Linked DNA regions of Mus musculus: all the other regions are linked to region 3. Evidence: chromatin contacts called from public HiChIP or PLAC-seq and promoter capture Hi-C data. All regions are on one chromosome and are shown on one strand. Each heading gives the region's core, a stretch centred on a gene start, on an enhancer-like site or on the middle of the called end of the contact. The rest is flanking DNA. Distances are from core to core; before and after follow the strand shown. Region 1 has its middle 610 kb from the start of Ccdc85a. Region 2 holds the start of Pnpt1 (polyribonucleotide nucleotidyltransferase 1). Region 3 holds the start of Ccdc85a (coiled-coil domain containing 85A).

Region 1 (3,191 bases), core at 66-2,565, 610 kb before region 3:
ATGACTTACAATCTTTTGGGCAGACAGAGAGTTCTAAGAAGTTGTATAATTTCATCTTTATTCTTGATAGGTTTTCCTTCTGCTCTTAGGAGCCCTTGTTCCTAGTAGATGATTCAATGTACCTGAGCAGTTGCAAGTGCATACTGGCTTTCTGTGTAGATGTAAACAGCCCGTCCTTTTTACATGATTAAGGCTTGTATTAATGCTATCAGTTTGACCCTTTGAGCTGAAGTGCCTGGAAGAAGAGACTGAGTCCAGATTTCTTCTGTCTCTGTAGTCACCACTACCCTTGCTCTCTTCTAAGCCTCATGGAGGAAGTAGCTTCTGTCTGTAAACCAAGACTGTTCCACCTCTATCAGAGAAAAGACCTTCAAGTCAAGTCGAGTACTATGTACCTGATCCAGAATCTTGTCACATTGATGGAGTGGACAGTCCAAATCAGGATCAGGTGGAAGGAAAAGAGGTGGCTGAAAAGTAACTTGGTCAAGGTTGATTAATAAAGTCTGATATTGAGTCATATGGGCATTACTGATATATCGATAAGGAAGCTGTTTGAGTACCCCTTCAATGGCATAAGGAGTAGTCGCAGTCAGATTCTGCCTCTCAAAATTAGTTTATCCGTGTCTTTAACCAACAGTGCTGTGGCTGCAATAATACATCGGCAAAGTCGCCGTTTTGCTACCATTGGATCTAGTTTTTTGATAAGTAAGCCTCCAGCCATTTCCATGGCTCTAGAGTTTACATCAAGATCCCTTTAGCCACCCCACCATGTTCATCAACATACAGATGGAATGGCCTCACTGATATCTGGCAGTTCTGAAGAAAGGGCAGACAACAGGGCCAGTTATACCTTTTCAAAAAGCCTTCATGTTTTCATGCTGTCTGTTCTCAGTATCAGAGGCCAGATTAAGGATCAAAACCTATATTGAGTTGCCTTCCTGATACAGTAATTTGACCCCTTCAGATTTAAAACAAATTTGAGATTTCATCTTTGCTAATAAATCTCTTACTAGCCAGGGGTAAGGGCATTCACAGATAACCACAAATGAATCATTTACTTGTCCCATTCCAAAGTCCACTGATCTTCAGGTAATTCATGAGTATCATTTAGTATCTGAGGCCTCTTGGACCCAGGATTTTTTGGAAGACATTGGCCTTTTGGCCTTCAGGAGCGCCAAATGTTGGGTTCTAGTATCCACTAGGAAGTTCAGGGTTTTCCCCCTCCTCTCTAAGGTTTACCCTGGGTTTATGGAGTGAGTCCATGCCTTCCTGATACAGTAATTTGACCCCTTCAGATTTAAAACAAATTTGAGATTTCATCTTTGCTAATAAATCTCTTACTAGCCAGGGGTAAGGGCATTCACAGATAACCACAAATGAATCATTTACTTGTCCCATTCCAAAGTCCACTGATCTTCAGGTAATTCATGAGTATCATTTAGTATCTGAGGCCTCTTGGACCCAGGATTTTTTGGAAGACATTGGCCTTTTGGCCTTCAGGAGCGCCAAATGTTGGGTTCTAGTATCCACTAGGAAGTTCAGGGTTTTCCCCCTCCTCTCTAAGGTTTACCCTGGGTTTATGGAGTGAGTCCAAACCCTGACTCCCTCAACATTTTTTTCTCACAAACATGAATTTAGCCAGCAACTTCCTTTCTGGGCACTTTCTAGCCCAATGACCTTCTTCCTTAAACTAAACTCATTGATTTTTAATAAATGGCTGTTCGTGGCCTCCTTTAGCCTCCTCTCCTTCAGCAGTCCATTGGAACTGGCTTTTCCTTTACCCTGAATCTAGGGCATTGGCTAAAAGGACTCTGGCCAAGTCTCTATTCAAATCTGTATTTCCTGTCTGAATCTGCTTTTCTTCTGCACTTTCTCTATTATTGTTCACCTTCTCTGTAACTTCTAGTAGATCCCTCAATGACTTTTCTCCTAATCTTTCTTGGCTCTGTAACTTCTTAACACCTGATGCTGTCAGATTGATAAAAGGCAGGGCTACTGTGCTAGAATTCTCTGCTTATCAGTGTTTATGTGTATATAGTGTTGGAAAGAATCCTCCATGACCCGTTTGAGAAATGCTGCTGGGCTTTCTTCAGTTCCCTGACTAACATTATAAATTTGTCAAGTTAGTGAACCATCCAGCAGCTACTTTGAGACCTGCCAATAGAGCCTGGTATATTGATGAGCATGGTGGGGTGGCTAAAGGGATCTTGATGCAAACTCTAGAGCCATGGAAATGGCTGGAGGCTTGCTTATCAAAGAAACTGAAACTAGTGGTAGCAAAATGTTGACCTTGCCCATGTATTATTGCAGCCACAGCACTGTTGGTTAAAGACACAGATAAACTAATTTGGGAGCAGAATTTGACTGTGACTACTCCCATGCCATTGAAGGGTACTCAAGCAGCTTCCAAACATTGGCTACAGCATGTAACTTAATTATCTGTGCTGAAGCAAGAGAAAACTCAAAAGAGTAAACATGTGATCCAATTACATATACTTTTCTCCCGTAGAAGGGCTGTTTATAAATACAGTACATATATTTTTATGGGATGCATGCATAAATTTACAGAAAATAAAAAAGCATGCATAAAAGCAATTTTGGATAATGATCATCAATTTTACTTAAAATGTTTGCCAAATATCAATATTCTGCAATAACCAATATAATTGTTTGAACAATGAACAGATGTCTCATCAGGTTTTTAAGACTTTTTTTTTTTCCTAAAATACCTTCTTGATTTTATCTTATAATTCTTTATTAACACCACAACATCTTCATAACAGGATATTAAAACTTTGGAAATGAAGAAAGATGATTTCACATTAATGCTCTCTTTCGCCAAAGAATTGCTGTGGGCACATTGAGCAACAATAAATATGCAGCTAATATTTGATTACTATTGATTATAATTGATAACAACAGATTTAAAAAGCTTCCTCTACTTTGTGCAAAGCTTTTTGTTTTTCACCAGTTAATTTGCATCTCCCTTGATAAAATCCAACAAAGACTTAAGTCCTCCTGTCATGAGCTAAAGGTGAGGTCTTAGTCAATTAACATCTTCTGGAAGCTTTTGAAAATAATTTGAAGTAAGCAAATCATCTTTTCTTTCTTGAATTTTTCTACTATAATTTTTCTAGGATATAAATGAGAACTTAAATGTTAAAAAGATATTGCCTCTGAATCTTTTCTGG
Region 2 (3,351 bases), core at 802-3,301, 550 kb after region 3:
TGTGTTATTTCCATTCAGTATGTTAAATTTACTAGGGCAGCTAATTTGTCAAAAAGTCTTTTTCAGTATATGTTACAGAATTGGATGGCTGAATTTGAACAGACCCTTCGAGGCTTGCCATCATTCAGGTCAACTCCACGCGCTTGGACCTGTCCCTGACCAAAGGATTACCCAATTGGATCTCCTCAGCATTTTCTTTCTTTAAAAAATGGGTGGGATTAATATTATTTGGAGATACACTTTGCTGTGGATTAGTGTTGCTTCTTTGATTGGTCTGTAAGCTTAAGGCCTAAACTAGGAGAGACAAGGTGGTTATTGCCCAGGCGCTTGCAGGACTAGAACATGGAGCTCCCCCTGATATATGGTTATCTATGCTTAGGCAATAGGTCGCTGGCCACTCAGCTCTTATATCCCATGAGGCTAGACTCATTGCACGGGATAGAGTGAGTGTGCTTCAGCAGCCCGAGAGAGTTGCAAGGCTAAGCACTGCAATGGAAAGGCTCTGCGGCATATATGAGCCTATTCTAGGGAGACATGTCATCTTTCATGAAGGTTCAGTGTCCTAGTTCCCTTCCCCCAGGCAAAACGACACGGGAGCAGGTCAGGGTTGCTCTGGGTAAAAGCCTGTAAGCCTAAGAGCTAATCCTGTACATGGCTCCTTTACCTACACACTGGGGATTTGACCTCTATCTCCACTCTCATTAATATGGGTGGCCTATTTGCTCTTATTAAAAGAAAAAGGGGGAGATGTTGGGAGCCGCCCCCACATTCGCCGTTACAAGATGGCGCTGACATCCTGTGTTCTAAGTGGTAAACAAATAATCTGCGCATGTGCCAAGGGTATCTTATGACTACTTGTGCTCTGCCTTCCCCGTGACGTCAACTCGGCCGATGGGCTGCAGCCAATCAAGGAGTGACACGTCCGAGGCGAAGGAGAATGCTCCTTAAGAGGGACGGGGTTTTCGTTTTCTCTCTCTCTTGCTTCTTGCTCTCTTTTCCTGAAGATGTAAGAATAAAGCTTTGCCGCAGAAGATTCTGGTCTGTGGTGTTCTTCCTGGCCGGTCGTGAGAACGCGTCGAATAACATCAATGCTTTTATTTCCTTTTGATTTATGACTCAAAATTACTACTATTCTAATTATTTTAGAGTGACATTAGGAAACATAGACTCCTTCCCATTTTAATATACCTCTCCAAAACTTACAACTGAATGAATGGTAAATTATTCAAGGGGTTCTCAAAAAAAAAAGTTTTTTCTTGTTTTTTGTTTTGTTTTGTTTTGCTTTGCTTTGTTATGTTTGTGTCTAAGTGTGTGCGAGTTTGCATGTGTGTGGATACACCAGTGTGTGCAGGTGACTGGGCGTGTGTGCCTGTGTGCGCGTGCGCGTGTGTGTATATATATATATATATATATATATATGTGTGTGTGTGTGTGTGTGTGTGTGTGTACGTTAAGAATGTGTGGAAGCCAGAGGTTAAAGTACGGTGTCTTGCTTGATAGCGCTCTACTTATTTTTTGAGGTAGGGTCCCTTGCTGAACCTGGAGCCCTCAGGCAAGTCTAACAAGCCAGGATGATTCATGGATTCATTCTCAGCCTCTGAACGTTGGAATTACAGGTGGCCTTCCATAGACACAAACCTAGATCTTTAGGTAAGAACCAAATAATCGTGAGTTGTTCAGTATTTATTTACTGTTACATTTATTAAACACATTGTTCTAAGACTTTCTTTCAAACCGTGATAACACTAGCGCGCGCGCGCACACACACACACACACACACACACACACACACACACACACACGGCGCGGGAAGTATTAAAGGGCTTTCTTTAAATCTATACATTTTTTTTAAGGTAGTACTTATTTTTCACCGATAAGGGTGGGGGAATAAAAGCTGACTGAAAGAAACGCATTCTGGTGGTTTGACTCTGGCAATTACAGAAAGCCTGCAAGGATTGCTTTCCCGGCAGTTTGCAGGCTCCACGGAAACGAAACTGCGTCCGACTCCGCCCACAGGAGTGCTGGCCAATGAGGCGCTGCCCAGGCCTTCCACGCTCTGGGTGTCATGGCGGCCTGCAGGCTGTGCTGCTTGTGCCCGTGCCTCCGACCGCTGGGCTGCGGCCCCCTCGGCCGGCCCGGGCGGAATCGGGCACTCAGCTATTTGCAGATGCGAGCGTTGTGGAGCAGCACCGGATCCAGAGCGGTGACTGTAGACCTGGGACACAGGTGAGAAACGGTGTGAGTTCGCGGTTTTCACGCGGCGTCTGTCTTGTCCATTCAGCCCCAGAAGTCAAATCCCCCCCAGGGTAGGAATCAAGCAGCCTAAGTCTCTTAAGTTCTCTACTCCAAACCTAAGGTCGAGATTTCCTTTTTCCGGATTTAAAGTCTGTCTCCCTTTCCCAAGCTGGCCGCTGCCTTTTGCCTCTTCATCTTCCTCCTAGCCCTGCGGTGAACTTCCTGAGTCCTATTGCCTGTGCCCCAGACATCCTTTCTCTATTTTCCGAGACCTCGAGCTCTGAAGTAGGAAACCCTAGGTAATGCGTTATCGTTCCGTGCCCCAGGTCCACTGATGGCCGGTGTGAGCCGGAGATGAATGCCAGTTATAAGATGCACATAGTCCTGTTAAACCTGTAGTGAAAGTACAGTTACCATCCAACAAAAGGTCAAAAAGGCAAATTTCTCAGTTAACAAGACACACGGCGGGGGTGTATATGTGGATATTTTAAATAATAGGTTTTTTTAAAGCTTTTCCCTAAAGCTCTACTTTTTGTGGCAGGCCGCTGCCCCGTGTCCTCCCTTGGCATCCGATTACTCTTCCCATCACTGTGTTCTGCTTGTTCATTCTATCAATCTTCTTGTTTATGTTCATAGAGTATTTAGGTAGGCATTCACTCACATGGTTTGGCATATAGAAACTTCAGAACTCTTCCATTTATTCCCAAATGCCTACTTCCAAACCCCAGAGGCTAGCTATGCTATGGGTCCACTATGTATTTGGAGGTATTTTATACAATATAATATTGAAAAGTAAATTGTTATGAGACAAAGTAAACAACAACAACAAAACACCATAAACTTAATAGCTTTCTTGGAACAATCAAAATTACATGTAAACACCATAAACTTAATAGCTTTCTTGGAACAATCAAAATTACATGTACTCCCTACCCCCCAAAATCTTTCTGACTTTCTGCATTATTAGAATTCATTGAATAACATACTGTTTCAGTTCTGATATCGCAATTTGTCAGGTCGTTCAAATTTCCTTTGATATAATCTGGTTGTTGACAAACATGCTTTTATTCCACCATCAATTGCTAACTAATACCAACTCTCTGATTGCACATTATA
Region 3 (3,201 bases), core at 258-2,757:
GTGTCCTTTCTTTGCCCTCTGCTCACCAGAAAGCTAGTGGTGGTGCAGGAGCAGCTACACCCGACCCCTAAAGGTGAAGAGGCACTGGGCTGGCAAGCTCTCTAGTCTTCTCCCTTGGTGTACTGTAACCTAATTCCTGAAGCGTCTTTGTTCCTTGGGACTTTAAATATCCCCTGTGCTCACCGTGCCCTTCTCTGACTTCTGACATCCTTGGTTCCTAATCCCTTAGTCTCAGAAGCATCAAAGAAAGCCAGATGCCAAGTCCCCGTAAGAAGAAAAGAAAGGGCCTCCAAAGTTTGGAAAACTTTAAGGTCTGGAGATGGGGACAAGGGGTGCTCCTGGGAGAAGGGAGAAGCTCACCTGTTGATGGAGGTACGAAAGTTTGGCTCTCCCACCCTCCTCCCACCGCGATTCCCAGATCCCTGCCACGCCCAGCCCAGCCTTCTTGCCAGGCCCAATACTCACCTTGAGCCCTCGGATCTCGCCGAGATGCAGCTGCAGGCGGCGGTTGACCTCGCGAATGAGGTTGCTGTGGTCCAGCATCGCGCTCACCTTCTCGGCTTCGGCTCGCCGCAGGCTGCGGATCAGCTCCTCCTTGCTCCACTGCAGCAGCTCTTCGTCCGTCACTTTAGATAGATCATCCACGCCCGTGGGTGTCGACGCACCGGCCGGAGCCGAGGGACAACTTTCCGCCGCTGGCGCTGAGCCTCCAGCCGCCTTAGACATGGTATCCGCGCAGCGGCAGGTGCGAGTGGGTAGAGGCGAAACGACTGGCGAAGGTGCAGGCGCGGCTGGGTGGCCTCCTCCCACACCCCTGTACGCTTCCAGAGTCAGAGGTACCTCCGGGGGACCGCTGCGTGGGGACGGCAGGAATCGCGCTGCGTGGCCATCCTACCTCGCCATCCAAGCGCGAGTACCTGCCGAATCTCGGGGCCCGACAGCCAGTTCCTGGTGGCTGCATAGGTCCGTCCCAACTCGGCGCAATTCCATGGTGAAGGGCGCCGGGGAGCAGGAGCGGGCGGGGACACCAAGAGAGATCTGTCTCAATCCCCTGCCCTCTCCTTCGCTCAGATCCAGACAGCCATCCCTCACGGTCTGACACACACACACACACACACACACACACACACACACACACACACAGGCACACGATGCACACGCCCTTCCCTCTCGCTTGCTAAACCCCGAGGCTCCGCTGCTACCCTAGGGCGAGCTGCTGTCCTTCCCAGAAAGCTCCGCGCAGCTGGCTAGCTGTAGTCCTATGGCTGATCCTAAACTGTTCTGGGAAGCCTTGGGTTTTCAGAGCCCAGAAAAGGATGGGCGGGGATTGGGGAGCAGCAGCAGGGAGGAAGCTGGCTCCCGGGGCGCCCGCATTCCGCAACACCTTCTGCAAAGGCCAAACCCGAATGGCACTCAGCTGCCCAACCGGACCCTGAGCTCCTGGTGCTCTGCTGCTAGGGACGATTGGGAGCGCGGTTCCCAGAGCACAGGGATGCGGGTGGGGCTGGAGTCAAGAGCAGGTGCCGCCAGGGCGTTGAGAGGCTCGCGCGCGCCACCAAGTGACTATAGGCTGTCCCCTCCCCTCCATCTCTGCAAGTCAGACTAGTTCAGGAGAGGCAGCCTGCTGACCAAAATGAGCGACATTCAGTTCTTGGAAGAATTGGATGCAGAAATTTCGAGAGCAAGACATATGACTAACTAGCTAGATGCACTTCGGAGAACTGGAGAAGAGGGAAGAAAGCCTGTACCGGAGGTCACAAAATCCTCAAGTTCAGGAAATCAGGGCAAAGAGCTGTTAAATTCAGCCCTTTGGGGACCTCCACCCCATTCCCAGGCCTTTGTTTTCTCTAAAATCTCACCACCTTATGAAGAAGCTTCAGGTGGAAGTACTTGGCCCTTTTAAAGTTCGTTTGGGAAATATCAAGGCCTTTAGAAAATAAAATAACTTCTGCTTCTCCAGGAGCCTGGATTTTCAGGTCTGCATACCCGGTGCCCTTGGCAAAGTAAACTGAAATACCAACCAATACCAACTGAGCTTTTCACTCCTCTGTGCTGCAAACTGGGCTGGCCTTTGATGGTCCGATCTGGAAGGAGGGTTCTATGTTTTGGCTAGTCTCTGGTTAAATACAGCACAATCCTCTTTCAGCTGAAAATACACTTGTTTTCCTAAAGGATGGGTGCAGAAGGCCCTGACAGTATCATTTCTAGGAAGCTGACAGGACCAGAAAATTATAGAATCACACTATCCCAGCCTGAGCTTCTGTCACAGTGAGGGTCTCAATCAGTTCCCTCTAATGAGGCAGTGCATATCCTCTTTAAAGCTGCCACCTTGTGAAAAATGATGAGTTAGGGACTGAAACCTTTGCCTTCTGGAGATCGAAGGAAAGTAGTACGGTTAGCCCCTGACCATGAACACACACACACACACACACACACACACACACACACACACACACACACACCACATACATAACTGTACTCATAGAGACTTCCTTCTGTATCTGGGCCTTTGCCCTCTCTTCTCACAGCATGCATGTACTCTCACCTTCTCTCTGACATACTGGCATCCAACTCTCCCCCCCCCCCACACACACACACACTAACCTTTGGTCATATTTGCAACCCAAAAATGTCTTCCTTGGTACGCTGAAGCACTGTAATCCTAGGAGAAAGTGGCTCCTCTCTCAATTTTCAGCAAAGGGAGAAGTCTGTTAAAGGTTTCTTTCAACACACCCAGAGACCAAGACCCAGCTAGTCCTCCAATGCTTTCCACTGCTTACTTCAGCTTACAACCCTCCCAACCTTTCACTTCAGATAACTCAGTCCTTCCCCTGTATTAATGGTCTTGACTATGTCTGGTGTAATTTTCTTGACATTTCCTTGTCTCTCCGATGCACAGGTTTTTAAGAGAATGCTGCATAACAGTTTGGAAATGGAAGAGAATACACAAGATGGAAAATTGTGAATGTCGTTCCATGTTCTTGCTTTTGATGAATCTTGAGTCACTGGTACTCAGGCCCCATGGAGACGGCTTGCTTTTAGGTGCTTCATCGGGACTTTAAAACAAAGTTCAGCCAATGATTACAGTGCCCAGGGCAGCTTCTTGTTTGAATCTTGGAACCACCATGGTATTTATCCCTAGATGACAGGAATCTACTGCTTTGCTCAGTTTATTTCTCAAGATTTATCATTTTTTGTCAT

What was found. Promoter capture Hi-C pulls out the DNA fragments that hold promoters and counts their contacts. HiChIP or PLAC-seq counts read pairs in DNA pulled down with a chosen protein or histone mark.
Region 1: a promoter capture Hi-C map of liver shows a contact between it and region 3, with 4 times the contacts expected there. The contact joins the enhancer-like site here to the promoter of Ccdc85a in region 3. A contact is called at or near these places in 8 of 39 promoter capture datasets (cranial neural crest, embryonic stem cells, hippocampal neurons and 3 more), 3 of 115 datasets of contacts at active chromatin or transcription factors (embryonic stem cells, forebrain and stem cell-derived neural progenitor cells) and 1 of 9 other capture datasets (embryonic stem cells).
Region 2: an H3K4me3 HiChIP or PLAC-seq map of forebrain shows a contact between it and region 3, with 11 times the contacts expected there. The contact joins the promoter of Pnpt1 here to the promoter of Ccdc85a in region 3. A contact is called at or near these places in 10 of 39 promoter capture datasets (the 3T3-L1 cell line, the SN4741 cell line, cranial neural crest and 5 more) and 5 of 115 datasets of contacts at active chromatin or transcription factors (embryonic stem cells, forebrain, neural progenitor cells and 1 more).

What each region holds. Positions count from the first base shown.
Region 1 is chr11:27,973,031-27,976,221 of GRCm38.p6, forward strand. No RefSeq gene overlaps it. Among named protein-coding and RNA genes, the nearest start is that of Ccdc85a, 610 kb to the right of the region's middle. Within about 2 kb of position 1,316, at least 2 of the 459 cell types and tissues checked have an H3K27ac peak or open chromatin away from gene starts, as enhancers often do. A contact at or near this core is called in liver, where this site is marked.
Region 2 is chr11:29,128,693-29,132,043 of GRCm38.p6, forward strand. It overlaps Pnpt1 (polyribonucleotide nucleotidyltransferase 1), which reads left to right and starts at 2,052. Exons shown (of 28, transcript NM_027869.2): 1 at 2,052-2,226. The coding sequence starts at 2,066.
Region 3 is chr11:28,582,817-28,586,017 of GRCm38.p6, forward strand. Ccdc85a (coiled-coil domain containing 85A) reads right to left here and starts at 1,508. Exons shown (of 5, transcript NM_181577.5): 1 at 466-1,508. The coding sequence starts at 726.